Regions from separate parts of the Mus musculus genome. Here regions 2, 3, 4 and 5 are each linked to region 1. Evidence: chromatin contacts called from public promoter capture Hi-C data. All regions are on one chromosome and are shown on one strand. Each heading gives the region's core, a stretch centred on a gene start, on an enhancer-like site or on the middle of the called end of the contact. The rest is flanking DNA. Distances are from core to core; before and after follow the strand shown. Region 1 holds the start of Rgs6 (regulator of G-protein signaling 6). Region 2 holds the start of Dcaf4 (DDB1 and CUL4 associated factor 4). Region 3 has its middle 9.5 kb from the start of Gm30706. Region 4 overlaps Pcnx (pecanex homolog). Region 5 overlaps Pcnx (pecanex homolog).

Region 1 (3,466 bases), core at 346-2,845:
TGTCTGTGGGAACTGTCCTGTTTCCCTCTGTTCTCCACTTTGAAGGGATACGTCCCTTCTAATGCAAAGTAAGTTCAGAGCAAGAATAAATATAGAAGTCACAGAAACTTTCAGGCAGCCCAGATCCAACTCCACACAATTGCCCATCTACCTAGTTGTGAAACTGACTTGTGGGAGCCTTGTTTATAGTGTACTATCCTCGGACAGCAAAGGGCTTCGACGCATCGCGCACATACTGGCAACCCATCCTCTAACAGCCTGATAAACACCAACCCAGGTCTTACTCTCCCATTCTCCCTGGAGAGAAAAAGATGAAATGGTGGGCTTTAACCTCCTCCTGGTTGCCTTTCAAGTTTTCCTTTAGGGCTGCTAAAGGGCTTTTATCAGAACTTACCTACAGGTCCAGTTTCTAAGCAGGCACTGATGCTGCGAGAATAATTCCAAACCAACGAGATTCAAAACATGTTCAATTTATTTGCAGACTTAGAAATGCCACTGTCTCCGTGAGAGAGAAAACGCACCCACTTTGTCAAATTAAAAAAGAATGAAAACCCGCAGCTTTTCCTCTGAACAAATTTAAATTTTCTGGGTCACTTCCCTCATCACACTTTTTAAGCAGCCTGACCTGCTCAGAAAAGCCTATACCTACCGTCTGTGAAAGCAACTCCCAAGCCTCAGACCTCACCACCCGCCCCTGCGGTCCTCACCTCACCACGGAGCCTCGCCCTTTCAACCCACAAATCGGGAGCTTATTCTCAGGAAAAGTTGCTGGAGGTAGATTCCCCCACCTGCGCTCTCCGAGCGGATGGCTGGGAAGAAGAGAAAGCCTTCGGGGCCCCGCACGCCCTCCAGGCCCAGGCTCGGAGCGCGTCCCACCCCAAAGCCGGGAAGGCGATTTCCACGCAGACCTGCACCCATCCCACACAAGTCCGCATGCCAGCTCGCCGAGTCACTTACGTAAGCTCGCCCTGCACAGTCCCAAACTGCAGACACACACCCGCACCTGTCACGCATCCGAAATGGACAAGCGCCCACCCCCGAGGAATGCAAGCCACACAGATCGGGGCGCGGGTGCGGCTTCCATTCCTTTTCCTCCGGGTTCTTTTCTTGTCCCTTTTTTGTCCAACTACAATTACCTTAGCAACCAAAGAATTGTCTCGACTCGCTCCGGCGTCTCAGTTTCTCCTAAAGCCCGGCTGGCGCCCGGCTCATGATAAGGCTGGGGAACCCGGGAGTCGCCAGCTCTCGGGGGGTGGAGGAGCGGCCAAATCTGTCCGGGCACTGCTCTCCCGAGTGTCGCCTTCTCCTCCTCTTCCACCTTCTTGGTGCCACTCTACGAGGCGGCGACCGCAGGGGGCTCAGCGAGCACACTGTACAGCTCCGGACCCGGGAGGAGGCGCGGCGGGTCTCATGGTGCCAGGGCGCGGGGCTCCCGGGGTGTTTCCCTCGCCCCTCGCTGGTCCGGACCGGAACCGCCCCCTCGGCGCCCGCAGCAACAGGGACCCCGGGGCGCCCCCGGGCGGAGTTCTTGGCCACCCGGTGGGGGCCGATCGCCAAGGAGCTGCCCGGAGTCGCGCAGCCCAGGCGCTCGGCTCGGCCGCTGCCGCAGCGGCGCCCGCTGTCGGGGACCCAGAGCAGCTGCAGCCTCGCGCCGCGCACCTGGGCGCCCGCACCTGGCCTGAGCCACGCGCTATGAGCGGGACCCTGACACCTGAGCACGTTCTTAGGTCGCCGCCGCCAGGCTCACCTGTCCCGGCGCCGCCCGGGGTACGGATCAGGCCCTGTGCAGCAAGCGAGGAAAAAAATAATCTGCAGATTCCAGGCAACCGAGCAGCTACCTAGAAAACTGAGGGACTGTGTTAAACAAGCCAAGGCTCCTCTCCTTGCTGCCAGGATGACCGTGTACTGAAACTTTAGTGGCGCCAAGGTGCTCACGATTCTGGCCTGAGGTGCTGTCCCGGTAGCTTTTGAATCCCTCACTGACGTGGGGCTGGCGCCCTCTAAATTAAAATGAGCCAGTGCGTTCGTCAGAGATATTGTTGCTAATCTCGTGGTTTTATTTATTCAACGTTTACACCACACAGCGTTGGGAGCGCTTTGTGGTTGATACTATCTTGAAACAATACAAAAGGGAATCTAAGGGGGAAACTATGCACAATATCCTTGGGCAAGAAGAGAAGCTTTGACATTCAAATGAACAAGGGTAACTTGAATGGACATTTTAACCTGAGAGTCCTGAAACGTGATTTTTGATGACTTATGACTGGGTTGCAGATGTAGCTCACCTAATATAGTGCTTTCCCCAGCACTGAGTAAACCCCGACAGAGATGGTATCCACCTGTAATACTCAGGGGCTGGAAGCAGAAAGAACAGAAGTTCGAGGCCAGCTTTGGCTACTTAGGGAGTCCGTGAGTCACACTGGACTACATGAAGGCCTGTCTCAAATTATTTTAGGGAACTGTAGTTGGAGGTAGGACAAGGTGGTTGGTACTAAATAGTTACCAGTAGATGTGTATGTATGTCAATGTTACCAACACCAATAATAAATCAGTAATTTATACTTTAGTGTATTAATCACAGAAAAAAATAAATAAATTACTCCAAGTCATTGGGGATGAATGATCTGGACTCTTCATCTTTATGGCTCTGGGGGTGAAAATTTAAAGTTTCCTTGGCAATATGCATGTTTGTCAACACTGCTGTGCATAAATATGCAAATAACAAAGAACATCAGTTAAAGGTAAATAGATTCTTCTGAATGTAAATCCATTCTTCTAAAATGGCAGATTGTTAAAGATGGCTTCTGATTGAGCGAGGCCCGAGGACAAGGCTGCTAACTCAGAAGGTGGCCTTGGGTAGGATCCAACCCCTGTAAATAACACCTATAACCATGGATTTCTATAATATACTGATTCAAGAAAATAGACATGTCTGTGTTGTTTCCTCACATAAAGCTAGTGTGCTAGCCACACTAAGAGTGACCTGTTTTTAGGAACTGTACTCTGAAGTCTGAAGGGGTCAGTGAGTGTAAGTTGGAGATAAGATGTGCCTAGGAACCCTGTGTGTGCCCTATTGGTAGGGGTAAGCACTTTAAGTCAGAGGTGGGACCCAGTAGAAGGAAGCTGGGTCCATGGAGGGGTCCCACTGAAGGGTGTATGATGAGACTAGCTCCTCCCTCAGTCTCCACGCAGTATACAGGTCTCCTACCAGCATCCTCCAAGACAGTAGCTTGAAGCACAAGACCAAAAAACCATAGGCTAAAAATCTCTGAAACTTGACGCCAAAAGAAGTCTTTCCTTCTTGTAAATTGTTTGTCTCCAGTATTTTGCCACTGGGAAGAGAAAGTGCCTAATACACAGTCATTTGTTACTTATTCACAGATGGTTGGAAACTAGGAACACCCAAATAAAGTGAACAAACGAACTAGTCTGTCCACCTGCTCGTGTAATGTGTTTTGTAATTCAA
Region 2 (3,466 bases), core at 641-3,140, 900 kb before region 1:
TGCCTTTAATTTCAGCACTCGGGAGGCAGGAGACAGGCGAATTTCTGAGTTCGAGGCCAGCCTGGTCTACAAAGTGAGTTCCAGAACAGCCAGGGCTATACAGAAAAACCCTGTCTCAAAAAAACAAAAACAAAAAAACAAAAATCAGGGGCTGGTGAGATGGCTCAGCAGGTAAGAGCATCCGACTGCTCTTCCAAAGGTCCTGAGTTCAAATCCCAGCAACCACATGGTGGCTCACAACCATCCGTAATGAGATCTGACTCCCTCTTCTGGTGTGTCTGAAGACAGCTACAGTGTACTTACATATAATAAATAAATAAATCTTTTTAAAAAAAACTGAAAAAATAAAAATCCACAGGAGACCCAACTCCACAAAGTTGCCCCCTAACCTTCACTTACACACATACATTATACATACACACAAATACACAACCATAATAAGCTAACCCTACTACACAGCATGGAAACCGAGGCTTATAGAACTAACAATACCTGACTAACAAAGTCGCATTAGAGATACAGGAGCATCCTGCACTTGTAGGCTCCATCAGCCAAAAGACACCACCTCGATTACTTTCCACTGTTATCGACAACTGGATTTCCAGGTCGTGGGATTTTTGTCTTCTCCGAGTAGCTGACTTGGAGTTGTTAGTTGTTTTGTTTTATGTTTTTCTTCTTACTGCCTTGCTCCACACACAAGGCTGTGTCTGGTCATCCAAGGTGGAGGGAGTTGTGGCGCTCCCCAAAGTCACTAGAACTGGTGTGGAAAGGCTTCGTTTCTCACTAACACCCATCTTACTGTGGCAGGGAATGGAGGCTGGTCCACATCTGGGCTTCCTAACTTTTCCAAATACCAGCCTGCACACAACCTCAGGCAAGCCACCACGTAACCTCTCTTTCTGTGTCTTATAAAGATACCGCTAGGGTTGGAGAGATAGCTCAGCAGTTAAGAGCACTTGCTGTTCTTCAGAGTTCAGGAGCTCACAACGTCTCAAATTACAGTTTCAGGAGTTTGACACATTTGGGTCTCTTGGATCTTCCACAGACACATGTAAGCACACACACCCACATACACAATTAAAAATAAAAGCTCTTTTAAAAGGTGTGTGTGTGTAGATGTCTTAGTGGTTAAGAAAGCTGAGGACCCAGGTTCAAATCCTAGCACCCCGCAGGGCGGCTCACGATCATCCAGCTGGAGGAGATCTCACTGATCTCTTCTGGCCTCCCTGAACACCAGGCTTGTTCGAAGTACACTCATGTATGCACGCCAAATATCCACATACATAAAAGAAGCCTTTAAAAAAAAAAAAAGCAAAATCCCAGCACTTGGGAGGCAGAAGGCGGATTTCTGAGTTCAAGGCCAGCAGCCTGGTCTACAGAGTGAGTTCCAGGACAGCCACGGCTACACAGAGAAACCCTGCCTCGAAAAACCAAAAAACAAAAAAACCAAAAACATAAACTTCCAAAATTTATACCATAAAGTACTATTGGCCTCCTGGCCTCGTGTTTCTTCACAGCCCAAATTTCAACAGAGGCAGAGGTCTACTGCAGGCTGGACTCTGCAAGGGGATCCTGGGGACGCCGCAGGACTCGCCAGGTCCTGGCCCACGCCCACTCCGGCCTTGTATGGCACGCTCACTCCTCCTGCCTTCAGCCTTGCCTTCTCTGTCCTCTGCGTGGGTACAGCGGCACCCTCCGTCGGCGCCCAGATGCACGCCACGCATGGGAACAGCCTTACCTGCACAGATGGTCCTCTCAGCTACGACACTTCTGGGCTGGAGCACCCAGGGGCGTGCAAAGATCCGGAAAGACCCTCATGTTGTGTTGTCGCACCCCATAGGACTAAAGCGGCCGGTTCTTTCTTCTCATTGAATTAGGCTTCTGCCTGTCCATGTCAGTAGGGGCGGTCTTTACGGAGGGCGGGACTTAGGATTTCCGCCTTGTCCTGGTCGAGCGTGCCCGGGCTTGGCACGCTTAGGGGCGGGGTCTGATGCGCTTTGGGGCGGGGCTAGAGATTGCTACCGCCTCCTCAGAGTCCCTGGTACTCTCTTGACAGTGAGTCTTCCTTCTTACTGCGGATCATATCCCGAGAAATTTCTCTCGGCTTGGAGCTGGTACACAGGCCCGAGTTAACACTGATATGTGAGAGAGGGAAGATGATTGTTTTGTGGAAAGAGCAAAGGAGACTCTGAGGAGGAAAGCGAAAAAGACTTTGGGACGCAGTTGCCGGTGCCGGGAGGCTCCTTGAATCTAGGTCAGGTTGTTTCCTCCTTGCTATGTGACCTAAGGTGTGCTTATCACTTCTCTGGGCCTTAATTTCTTCCACTGTAACAAGAAAGTTGAACAAATATTGTCAATGATCTCCAGCCCAAAGTTTGTACAGGTAATATTTCTAGAATGGTACACGTGTGCCTTGGTCAGAAAACCACCCCAGAGTACCACTGCAAAGAAGACGGAGTTTGTAACAGGTCAGAAGTGATAGTAGTGAGAGCAGAATGGGTTCAAATAGGTCAGGCTAAGTGGGGACCACCAACAGCCTTGATCTTAATTGCATTTGGAGAACAGAATCCCTTCCTGAGATTCATTGTGTGCGGTGCTCGCCCAGGCTCCTGATGCTGGACCGCTAGAAGCTAGCTATTAGTGATCATAGATGTGGGCCTATGAAAACACTTCAGCCTGTAGCAAGTTTACAGACGTGTGCAGGGATATGCAGAGTGCTAGGTTCTGAGGGAAACGAGAGAAGTGAGCACTACTGCTTCCCGGAGCTTGAACTGCCAGAAAAGGACAAAGCAGACTTCAAAGAAGATGTGGCTGGAAGCCTGTTTCAGCTACTGGTTGGACTGGCTGTGAGGACCTTGGAATCTTTAGCAAAGTGGTTGAGGCTGGAGAACAGCCTCAGAGGCATGGAAAACCATGGGACCTCAGAGACTGGAGCCTTGTTGGGTAAAGCTGTGGGCAGATGGGAGACATAACAATAGGAGAATCTCTGACCTGAATTCTGGGAGGAGGAAGGCAGGATTTGTAAACTGAAGCCTTGAGGACCCTGGAGGACTGAGGAGGAGGGGGGAGGAGGAGGCGGCCATGGGAGGCTTGTGAAGGATTGGCAAACAGGCAGCTGACTGACCCCATTGACAGGATTCACTGAATTCCCACCATGGGAACTGGGTGGACACCAGTTTTGCCTTGGAAACCTGTAATATACACTCACTTCACAAAGGAACCATGGTCAGAAGCAAGTCAAGCGGCATGGCCCGACTCTGTTTTCTCTCAGGTAAAGTGAGGGTAGAAAGTAATGCTGAAAAAGGAAGTCCTGAAGAGTAAAGGCTATGTATGACCCCAAATCAGGTGCTTGGCTTATGGCTTCCAGTGACTAAGCAGCCAGAGTTACAAATTTAACTCGGTGTCTAGATAGTGTATAATATCCAGAGGTGAAAGGAAGCCACACACACACACCACCACCACCACC
Region 3 (3,466 bases), core at 313-2,812, 800 kb after region 1:
TTACAAATGCTTTTGTCTGTGCACAGAACCATGCAAGACTTCAAGGAGACCAGACCATCCAATCAGATGACACTTAAGAGACTACATGTGTTGTAACAGGCAGGACACCTCTTGGCAATACAGAGTACACTTACACTGGACAACTTATTAAGATGTTCAGGGACTAATCTTATAAAAGTGACAGAATGGATGGAAAACAAATGTGCAACTGTGTAAAAACCCAACATATGGGGTGAGCAGAAAGGCCAGGTTGCTGTTGCAAGAAGAGTAGGCTGCAAGAAGATGTTCCCCTCCCCTTACTGAAGTTGTGATCTTCAGTATGGAGAAGTAGCCAACCATGGTGACCCATCATCAGGAATGGCCACAAAGATAAGCATGTCATTCTTTGTATTTTCTCATCTCTTGAAGATGCTTGCAGCTAGCCCCAAGCAAAAGATATTTAACCCATAAAAACCAGCTGCCCAGACACAGCAGGGAATGAAGAAAGCCAGAGTGTCTCTCAAAGGGCAAAGGAAAGACCGTGTTGTAAACTGACACACTGTGGGCTGGAGAGATGGCTCAATGGTTAAGAGCACTGACTGCTCTTCCAGAGGTCCTGTGTTCAATTCCCAGCAACCACATGGTGGCTCACAACCATCTATAATGGGAACTGATGCCCTCTGAAGATAGCTACAGTGTACTCATAGAAATAACATAAATAAATTTTTAAGGAAAAAAGAAAGTCCAAAAAAAAAAAAAAAGAAAAGAAAAGAAAACAAACCAAAAAAACATAAAACCAAAACCAAAACAAAAGCTGGGTATGGTGGTGCATGCCTTTAATCCCAACACTTGGGAGGCAGAGGCAGGCGGATCTCTGAGTTCGAGGCCAGCCTGGTCTACAGAGTGAGTTCCAGGACAGCCAGGGCTACACAGAGAAACCCTGTCTCAAAAAACCAAAAACCAAACCAAACCAAACCAAAATAAAAAACAAGAGAGAAGGAGAGAGAGAGAGAGAGAGAGAGAGAGAGAGAGAGAGAAAGAGAAAGAGAGAAACAGCTTTATATATATATATATATATATATATATATATATATATAACCTGATGCACTCTTGTTTAGGTATATTTTAGCGGTCACAAATGGCAAGAGTAAATGATTTGTTTAGTAGTATTCTCACTACGCAGTAGCATGTTTATACGTCATGATCTCCTTTTATTAGGTTAGAGTCACATGAAGCATTGAACTAGCCTGGCTCACACTGGGTGAGCTGAGCAGGAGGGAGGAGCATTGCTTTCAGCCCGCCCCCTTTCTGCTGAGCAGGGGGAGGAGCATTGCTTTTTGTCCGCCCCCTTTCTGCTTTGGAGCTTTGCTCCACTGACCTGGATTTTTCTCCGTGCCCAGTTCCATCATTTTAAAAGACTCTTACTTTTCCTCTTTCCTTTCTTCCAACAAACAAACAAACAAACAAGCAAACAAACAAACCCAGAGCAACAGCAACAACAACAAAAGGCTGGACTCACACCTCCATTCACACACGCTTGGGAATACTGCATCTGGCGGTGTTTCAAGGATCCCTGCCCCCCACCCCCTTCCGCTCTCTAGAAAGAAAACCAAAAGGGTAAATGTGGGGGAGGGATTGGATAAGAACACTGTCTTCCTGGAATTTGAAGCTCTTTGTGGATCGCAGAAGTCACTGGGGAGAAACAATGAGCTCAGGGACTGAAGGAAATGGTTTGGCTCCCATCTGTCCCCAGTCATCCAGGGAGGAATGTTTGTTTTGTTTTGTTTTGTTTTTTTAATTTTGTTTCCATTGTTGTACAGGTCGCTACCAAAGATGTTGCTTTTCTCCTCAGAGATCATATGGGTAAGGCAGGGAGTCGTGACAAACTCACACCGCACTAAGCCAAGGAGGCAATGGTAAAACCCAGGGGAGAAAGGCAGAGGCAGAGAGAAACTGATCTTTGGTTAGGACCCAGCACATTCTCCGGGTTCTGACTTGAACAAACAGCTCACAAAAGGCTTTTCTGCTAGGAGTCTGTGGGATTGGGTGAGCCAATGGGATTTACATTTTCACTCAGTGGGCAAAATCAAGATGGGTTTTGTATAGACACAGGGAGCCGGTTAGTGAATGAACAAGACTTTGGCTTCTCTAGCCTGAAAGTGTGGGGTTACATGCTTGAGTATGGCTGCCTGACAAACAGACCCGTGTGTGTGTGTGTGTGTGTGTGTGTGAGTGTGTGTGTGTGTGTGTGTGTGTGTGTGTGTGTGTGTGTGTGTGTGTCTGAGCTCCTGAATTTGTATTCCTGGCATTGTAAAGAATCCCCAGGAACATTCTTTCTCTACTGCATTGGTTCTCAACCTTCCTAAGGCTGTGACCCTTTAATACAGTCATGCTGGGGTGACCTCCAACCATAAAACTATTTTGTTGCTACTTCATAACCGTAATTTTGCTACTGTTATAAATTGGAATATAAATACTTGATATGTGGGATGTCTGATATGCAGCTCCCATGAAAGGGTTTTTAAATCCTCAAGGAGGTCACGCCCATCAGGGTGAGAAACACTGCTTTGCTGGCTATTGTGTGCCGCACAAGAACAAGCTAGTGGGGTTCCTATCCATGGTCCTTCCTCCTCTTTTTTTTTTTTTAAAGATTTATTTATTATCATATCTAAGTACACTGTAGTTGTCTTCAGACACAGATGAAGATCTCATTACGGATGGTTGTGAGCCACCATGTGGTTGCTGGGATTTGAACTCAGACCTTCAGAAGAGCAGTCAGTGCTCTTAACCGCTGAGCCATCTCACCAGCCCTGCTCCTTCCTCTTACAGGTGGTTCAATGTACATGTTGTAAGGTCTTGTGTTCTCTCTCTCTTAAATTAATCTATGAATTGAATGTTGTTCCTACTAAAAGATGTTGACGTCTCACCAGGTGGTGATGGCATACAACTTTAATCCCAGCACTGGGGAGGATCTCTGAGTTCCAGGACATCCAGGTCTACCTACACAGGAAAAAAAACTCATCTCAAGGGAAAAAAAGATATTGAAGTCTTAATCTTCAGAACCTATGTGTCTTCATATTTATTTTGGGTCTGGAGAGATGGCTCAGTAGCTAAGAACACTGGCTGCTCTTCCAGAGAAACCAAGTTTGCTTCTCAGCACCCATATGGTGGCTCACAAACATTTGATATTCCTATTCCAAAAGATCTAACATCCTTTTATGGCCTCTGCACACACATGGTACATAGGCACACATGCAGCCAAAACCACCCATACACATAACATAAAAATGAGACAATAAAAATGGAATCTATATAGAAAATTACGTCATGATGAGATTGTCAGAGTTGCTCTTAATCCTATACAAATGGCATCTTTACAAAAAAAATTAAAAAGCAGAAATTTATACAGAGGGAGAGCAACATGAAGCCATAGGCAAAAAGGTGTCCATCTTTACAAGCTAAGGAATTCCCAAGGCTGTAGGAGCCA
Region 4 (3,466 bases), core at 556-3,055, 680 kb after region 1:
ATAATAGAAACATCCAAATTATTATAAGAGAATATTAGTTATAAGGAACAGTTATTAGCACATTAGCTGCCTATTAGTAGTAGATATGCTCAAAATAAAAAGTACAATGAAAAGAAAGAGAAATACAGAAAGAAAAAGTAAGTCATTCTCTTAAACTCGGCAAACAAACCCAATAAACAGTGCCTGATGCATAGCTCCAATAGAAAGCCATCTCAGGAAAGGACCGCAATCACTCTTACCCACTGACTGTCAATTACAAGTTTCCAACCACAGAGATTACATCAGGCCTGCATACCAAGTTCATCGTGCAAACTGCTACCGCCTACGGCAGATGCATGGTCATGTGAGGCTTCTAAGTGGACACTCCCTTTTCTCACCAGCAAGGAGGCACTAGCACTGAGCACTGCAGCCTGGGATGGGGGGCGGGACTGGACCTTGACCTGGGCTGTGGACTGCTGGCCTTGCTGACCATCTTGAAGGCTAGGAGAGAACATGGAGTGGGGAGACATTACAGGGAAGAAAAGAGAAAACAACAGCTAGAGTGAAAGCAATACAGATCACAGATTTCAAAATGACACTTTCAAATCGCCCAGGAGCCGCCATGGAGCTTCGTACAGTCACAGTTTACACTTGCTCTCGTCCTTACCCATCCGACTCATAGAGGAAAGCAGTGTGTACTCAATAGGGAGGTTAACTGCCAATCTGCAACTTTCTTCCAGCTCAACCCGACTAGATTCTAGAGTGAAGAAGAGAGCAAGGAGTCCGGAGTGTGCTCAAGTGAGGTGGCTCGGTGCTGGGCTCCGACAGGTAAATTTTACCTTGTAATAATTTGCTGCTTTCCCTCTAATGTTCTAAGATCTCAGATTCAGATACACAATAAAACAGTTCCTACACACGCGAAAAACAAAGAATCTCTATCAAATGCAACCAAAATACAAAAAAAAAAATAACACAATCTACTGCAAAAGAACCAAAAAACATGACTCAACTGAGTGAAACACGACTTTATAAAGTACTATTTATAATAGTTTCTATATTCTGAAATAAGGCTACATGTGTTACATACAAAACATACATAAAAAACATGTTCTCATCACTGTTACATTCTTTTCCAGCCCATATTGTAATCTCATTAAAAGCAATCCATTATTTTAGAAAATCTTAACAACTGGGAAACCTTAATTTCCCAAAGATATTCTAATAGTTTTATAAAGTTTAAAAATTAGTATTTGTTAATATAAATTTCTTTTTATCATTTATAAAACTAATTTTCCTATATTATTTACTCATTTTCTTTTATACTTAAGATACTATAAATTTCATTAACATTATTTATATAAGCTTTACCCTAATTTAAGCTGATGTAATTCCTGAAATGTTTTAACTGTCATACAGCATTGTACACACGATGCCCCAGCGATGTTTCACTCTGTGAATGTGACTGTACTCCGAGCAGTTCCAGACACTGTCACTAACATAACCAGGCACTAGAAAAAGAAGAACGCTGCCCAGGGTGGCCTTGCTTAGCTTACCATTTCTATGATATTATTTTCTACTAAGACTCTGACCCTTGAATCCACTGCAATCAAAGCCTAGACACTGCTGACTGACAGTGATGTGCAGGCTAAGCTGTGGCTGCAGCAACTACTCTGATATCACTCGTGCCAACTGTATTTCAATTACAGGTAGGAGCCACCAAAGTGGTCAGTTGCTAATACTGGCTGCTTGCCATACAGGAGGACAGCATGCGTTACAGAACATTAATCCTGCCACGACAGGCAGACATTAGCATGTACTCTGAAGGTCTGACTCAGCCACTGTCAAGCGCACGTTCTAAGAAGCGAGCCTGCGCGTTCTGGTTCTTGTTCACACTGGCATTAGCCACTTAGCAGTTTCCTTCGAGTATTTTCCCAGCAGCTACTAGTCAAGGGAGGGTCACAAGAGCCTGGTAACGCAGCTCAGTGGCAGAGCCTTTGCCGACGTGTTAAGCCACGGGGGCACCTCCAGCACTACAAATTTAAAGAAGAAAAAAAGACGATCTTGTTAATTAAATAGCTTTTATTTTCCATATATGACTGATGTGTCCCTCTTCATCAGAAGCAATCTAAACTTATCCATGAGCCTCATCAAAATGAACTCAACCAGAAAATTTGTACTCAAAAATTTTCTATCAGTTTTTTTTCACTTAAAGTCATAAGAAAGATCATATTTTAATGTGAACAGATCTGAGAGAGAATATCCTAGTCATCAAACTACCAATGCACAATGTCTATCCAAATATACTCAATGTTTTCAAAATATTAAGCAGTGCATGGAAGTCAACTCCCAAATAAATGAAGGAAATTAGTCAAAATCTATTACTCTAGCTATGGAGTCTTAAAGACCTAAAGACAGTAATAAACATTATACTCCTTACTTCCTGCTTTCAAAACCTTCATCAGCAACAGGAAAAGCTGGCTTTTTAGCACAAATGGCCAATAATCACATCCCCAAAGGGGATACTAACTAGTTTAACAGGCATGAGTATGGTGTGAATATAATTTTTCTTTCTTCTTTCCTTTTTCCTTTCCTTTCTTTCTTTCCTTTCTCTCTTTCTTTCTTCCTTCCTTCCTTCCTTCCTTTCTTTCTTTCTTTCTTTTCAGAGTAGTAAATATTTTATCACACAGTAAAAGGAAATCTAAGTCTGTCATTATGGGCTGGAAAGTAAGCACACTGACAAACATTCCCAATTTAAATGACAGACATACAGCTGGTCTTGGCCATCTCCTCCTCTATACACCAAAATGGTGCCTGGCAATTCTACCTCACATTGTCAGTTACCTTAGTATCTCTCCAACTAAAATGTAAGTCCTAAGAGTATTATTCCAGTATGCCAAAGAATATACAGGTTCCAGAGGAAAAAAATGTCCTGAGTATATATATAAAAAAAATGATGAATTCATCTGAACACAAAATGACCTCATAGATTTCTAACCACATGTTCTCAAAAATGACTGTGACCTCATTTTATTACAGACCTTTTCATCTCATACTTTAAGAAGGTAAAGATACCTAAAATCACTTGCTCTTTACCAAAGTAAGATGATTTCCTTCTATCCCAATCTACCAAGGACTCAAAAACTATGACTTCGGGTAATAAATATCAAACTCTTTATATTATAAGGAATTTTAAATATTTGTCTTTACTTTAGCTCTAGTCACTAAGAAGAATTAACTAGGGCCTGTATAACCTACCTACAAAGCTAACTTAATTAAAAATTTTTAAATAATTCTTAAGGAGCTTATTATAATAAGATTTAAATAAGCATCCAAACTCTCTTTGTAAGAAAGTTGCTCATTTAATCCTAATTCTCATACATGTATATTTTATCACATGCCTTTTGGGGCAGTTAAGTTACCAATGTTTACAATAACCTATTATGGTCTCTTTTTCTGAAGTTTTGCTTTCTTTGATCCTTTTTACCTA
Region 5 (3,466 bases), core at 595-3,094, 650 kb after region 1:
GACTATATACTCACTCTGTATCTAGTTTCTTTGGGCTGGCAATTGTCTCTGCACTGCTGCTAAGCTCGTTGAGGACAATCAGTGGATAGATGATATTCTTCTCCACAAAAAGAAGCCACACATGAAGTTTTTCGAACCACATCATAGTGGCTGCATCTGAGAGGCAACAAGTCCAGAGATCACAATGCATACAGTGCTCAAGGCAGTCGGGCATACGGTAAGCAGAAAGGATGGCCTTAGGACTCAAGTTTAGCTCAATGCTATGAGTACAAAACCATACGAAGCCCGTACTTCAATGTCTACTTTTATGTGATCGACCGCATGCATGCAGGCATACACACGTGTACACACACACACACATTCAGGTGCACACACACGCATATGCACACGCATACGCAAATACACAGTTTCTGACCTAGACATAACTCATACTTGGCTAACTTTACTTTTATAAGCTGTTGTGTAAAGCTACGTGTCACCCCGGGGCCTTAGCACATAGGAGCCAACTGTTCACCATGCACCCGCATCTCCAGCATTTCATTTCTTGAGATCTTATTTTTCACTATAATTTTTCTCATTTTCTACATTTGTATATAGGAAAAGTTGCTAAAGGTTCTCGGGCTGTACTCAATCCTAGATAAGTAAGCGCTACTAAAGCACCTGACTTCTCAATAGGAAAGTCTATGCTCTAGATGCACACACTCATAGTTTACAGTCACCCAGCTTATAAGGCGTTTCTTCACTAGTGGCATATGGTGGTTAAGGTGGTAAGCTCTTTGGCTCTCTAAAAGCACTACGCCAGGCTGCTAGGCAGTCTTTACATTTCTAATATCAGTACAAAGAAAAAACCAAAACACCCCCCAAAACAAAACAAAACCAGTTTAGTTCTATAGTTCAGTATTTTCAAGAAGTCAAAAATGTTATGGCAATTCAAAATCTGTAAACATTTTAGACTGATTAAAGCAACCAATAAAACTATTGATTTTAAAAATGAACTATTTGGTATATTTATATATAAAAGTGGGAAATGCTTCATCATAGAAAAGCAAACCAGAGCCTGTCTCTGTGGGCTACGTTTCCGGTGCAGAGGCTGGCAGCACCAGCCTCACAGTCTCCTTTAGTTTCCCTTACTAAAAGGTCTCCAGAGCATCGTCCCACTCTCTGCTCATTAGTATTCGGTGGCCTCTCCAGCGTCCAGGCTGTGGGCAGCACCAGGACCACACGGCTTCAGTCAGGTTCATTAAGAGGCCCATTGTGAGAACAGAAAGTCAACTCTGCTACAGCTTCAAAGGCTTCAATGTTCTTCAAAAATATCAACTCATACTCAAATGACTGGCTGAGTCACCCTCTTCACAGTACTTCACTCAAGTCCAAGGAGGAAAGCTTGCTACATTCAGTCACTTGTGTGTAGCACAGCCCGTCACAGGACCAACGGACAAGGAAGAGTGAGTCAGAGTTTACAGTGGAGGGAGAAGCTGGCTGAATGGACAGGCCTTCCTCTCTTCTCCAGTCACTTCACTGCTTACCCAGATCTGAGCAGAAATTACAGAAAGGACTGTCACTACTGTTCTTAAGTAAGACAGTGTTTCTTGTGGCATAAGGGACAAAGGCCTTCCTTCCTTCCTTATGCTTAAATTAAAACCTTTCAAATGGAGGACTGGATGGGGACTGAGCTGCTTGTATACTGATTAGGGAGAAGATGGATCGGGGACGTTAGAGAAGTCACACGCCAGACACACTAGGGACAGGTGTGAGAGGTAGAGCAGGAAGTGTAGGTCTACTCTCGGAAGACGGCCTGGGAGCACAGCTGCTGCTCTTTTAGCAGAAGACAGTGCCCTGCAGGCGACACTTCACCGGAAGCTTCAAACCCACTGCAAGAAGCCAGAGCTAAAGCGTGACTCAATGCTGTCTGCTTAACTCACCACGGGCATACCAGAGTGGGCAGAGCCCGAGGGCGGCAGAGACATACTCACTTCGGACTTCATACTGACTGTGCTCGGCTGTCCTCAGCAGAGGCCGGGAGAAGCAGTGCCAGGGGAGCTGCTTCCTCACCTGAGGCAGCACATAATGGGTTACAAGCCCCACAACACCAACCAGCGCGTACAGCACGTACTTGAGAGCAGGCTGAAAGACAGACAGAGTTCAGGGCGAGAGGAGGTGAGGAGCCCTCGCTGGCTTCATGACCAGCTTCCACTTTTTTTGGTTTCAGTTTTCATCCAATAATGAGGAACAGTAAAGTTAATCTTAGAATCAAACAAAACAAAATTTGTTTCTGTATTTGTAGGGTTTTGTTTTTGTTTTTTTTTCCTGCCTAAATAAGCCACCACTGTTAACTGACTGCCCTTACACATATCTGAAGCATGGTAACTACTTTGGTGTCTGACACTACATTCAATGAAAGTAGCTAGAATTGTTGCTTCCTGCTCCAAGAATGTTCTCCATCACTGTCTGAGCTAGTGAAGGTAAAGGCCATGAGCTAGGTCCTGGAGGAAGAGCAGGATGAGGAGCACGTCTTTGTACGCTGTGCTGTGAGAGGCAGGTCCCTGCACGATCAGATTCACAGCAGGAGGAATCAACACCATTTCTTCTGATATTAACACCAAGAGCCATATACATCTAAAACTCTAGGCCCACTGAGACATGAACGAGTGTCCAGCTGTACCCTGAGGAACACTGGCCCTTATCTCACTTTAAGTGTTCAGGAATGCAAGTTGAAATTGGAAAGAAGAAAAACAAGCAAACATGCTTAACAATATTAAATAATCGAGTGAGCCTTTGCTTCTGGCTCAGTGGAGTAACAGAGACTTACCCTCCCGTAGGAAAGAACCAAAATCAAATACAACCCGCGACCCAGTGGTTTGTATTAGGCAAGATTTACAGAAATAAGCCTATGCCCAGAAGTAAGGAACCAAGGAGGGGATTGTGCTGGCCCTGCTCACAGCTCCAAGAGAGGGCTAGGAACTGGGAGGACAGGGAAACCACAGGGGAGACCCTTGAGATCTGTAGGCGGTCTGAGGAGCAAAGAACCACAGGAGGACAACAAAGCACACAACACAAGGCCTCACAGGGCCGGGAGAGCGCCTTCCCCACAAGCTAGCCTGGGGAAGCTCAAGGTCACATACACCAAGCAGAGGCCTAAGGGTGCCCATCCCTACTTATTTACAAGGAGATCCAAATGTGGTCTAGCTAAACTTGGCCCCGTTCCACCTCATAAACTGCTTTAACCAAAACCAAGACCTGAGGGGATCAAGATATTAAGAGATTAAGACTATCTAGGGACCATGTTCAAGTACTTCTGGAAATACAGAACTTAATACCTAAAAGGGCAAATTTCCACTGTTGGCATCCACTTAAAAATTTTCCATAGGGTTCTCTGAATGCATTCAAGACCATAGCGGGATGTGCTGAACTGATGTCCAGTACTGTTAGCCTGGCTAACAACCCAAGTCTGGGCTGAGGTAGTAGA

The links. Promoter capture Hi-C pulls out the DNA fragments that hold promoters and counts their contacts.
Region 2: a promoter capture Hi-C map of hippocampal neurons shows a contact between it and region 1, with 2.1 times the contacts expected there. The contact joins the promoter of Dcaf4 here to the promoter of Rgs6 in region 1. A contact is called at or near these places in 5 of 39 promoter capture datasets (cranial neural crest, embryonic stem cells, hippocampal neurons and 2 more), 2 of 115 datasets of contacts at active chromatin or transcription factors (astrocytes and stem cell-derived neural progenitor cells) and 1 of 9 other capture datasets (embryonic stem cells).
Region 3: a contact with region 1 is called in a promoter capture Hi-C map of embryonic stem cells, with 2.2 times the contacts expected there. The contact joins the enhancer-like site here to the promoter of Rgs6 in region 1. A contact is called at or near these places in 5 of 39 promoter capture datasets (the C10 cell line, embryonic stem cells, liver and 2 more) and 1 of 115 datasets of contacts at active chromatin or transcription factors (embryonic stem cells).
Region 4: a promoter capture Hi-C map of the C10 cell line shows a contact between it and region 1, with 2.9 times the contacts expected there. The contact joins the enhancer-like site here to the promoter of Rgs6 in region 1. A contact is called at or near these places in 6 of 39 promoter capture datasets (the C10 cell line, cranial neural crest, embryonic stem cells and 2 more) and 1 of 115 datasets of contacts at active chromatin or transcription factors (embryonic stem cells).
Region 5: a promoter capture Hi-C map of embryonic stem cells shows a contact between it and region 1, with 3 times the contacts expected there. The contact joins the enhancer-like site here to the promoter of Rgs6 in region 1. A contact is called at or near these places in 9 of 39 promoter capture datasets (the C10 cell line, cranial neural crest, embryonic stem cells and 3 more) and 1 of 115 datasets of contacts at active chromatin or transcription factors (stem cell-derived neural progenitor cells).

The regions. Positions count from the first base shown.
Region 1 is chr12:82,615,054-82,618,519 of GRCm38.p6, reverse strand. It overlaps Rgs6 (regulator of G-protein signaling 6), which reads right to left and starts at 1,595. Exons shown (of 17, transcript NM_015812.4): 1 at 1,137-1,595.
Region 2 is chr12:83,518,890-83,522,355 of GRCm38.p6, reverse strand. Dcaf4 (DDB1 and CUL4 associated factor 4) reads right to left here and starts at 1,890. Exons shown (of 14, transcript NM_030246.2): 1 at 1,739-1,890.
Region 3 is chr12:81,815,132-81,818,597 of GRCm38.p6, reverse strand. No RefSeq gene overlaps it. Among named protein-coding and RNA genes, the nearest start is that of Gm30706, 9.5 kb to the right of the region's middle. Within about 2 kb of position 1,562, at least 74 of the 459 cell types and tissues checked have an H3K27ac peak or open chromatin away from gene starts, as enhancers often do. A contact at or near this core is called in embryonic stem cells, where this site is marked.
Region 4 is chr12:81,930,545-81,934,010 of GRCm38.p6, reverse strand. Pcnx (pecanex homolog) reads right to left here. Exons shown (of 36, transcript NM_018814.3): 8 at 296-480. Among named protein-coding and RNA genes, the nearest start is that of Pcnx, 72 kb to the right of the region's middle. Within about 2 kb of position 1,805, at least 54 of the 459 cell types and tissues checked have an H3K27ac peak or open chromatin away from gene starts, as enhancers often do. A contact at or near this core is called in hematopoietic stem and progenitor cells, where this site is marked.
Region 5 is chr12:81,969,904-81,973,369 of GRCm38.p6, reverse strand. Pcnx (pecanex homolog) reads right to left here. Exons shown (of 36, transcript NM_018814.3): 20 at 1,974-2,124; 21 at 15-156. Among named protein-coding and RNA genes, the nearest start is that of Gm30799, 98 kb to the left of the region's middle. Within about 2 kb of position 1,844, at least 182 of the 459 cell types and tissues checked have an H3K27ac peak or open chromatin away from gene starts, as enhancers often do. A contact at or near this core is called in neutrophils and stem cell-derived neural progenitor cells, where this site is marked.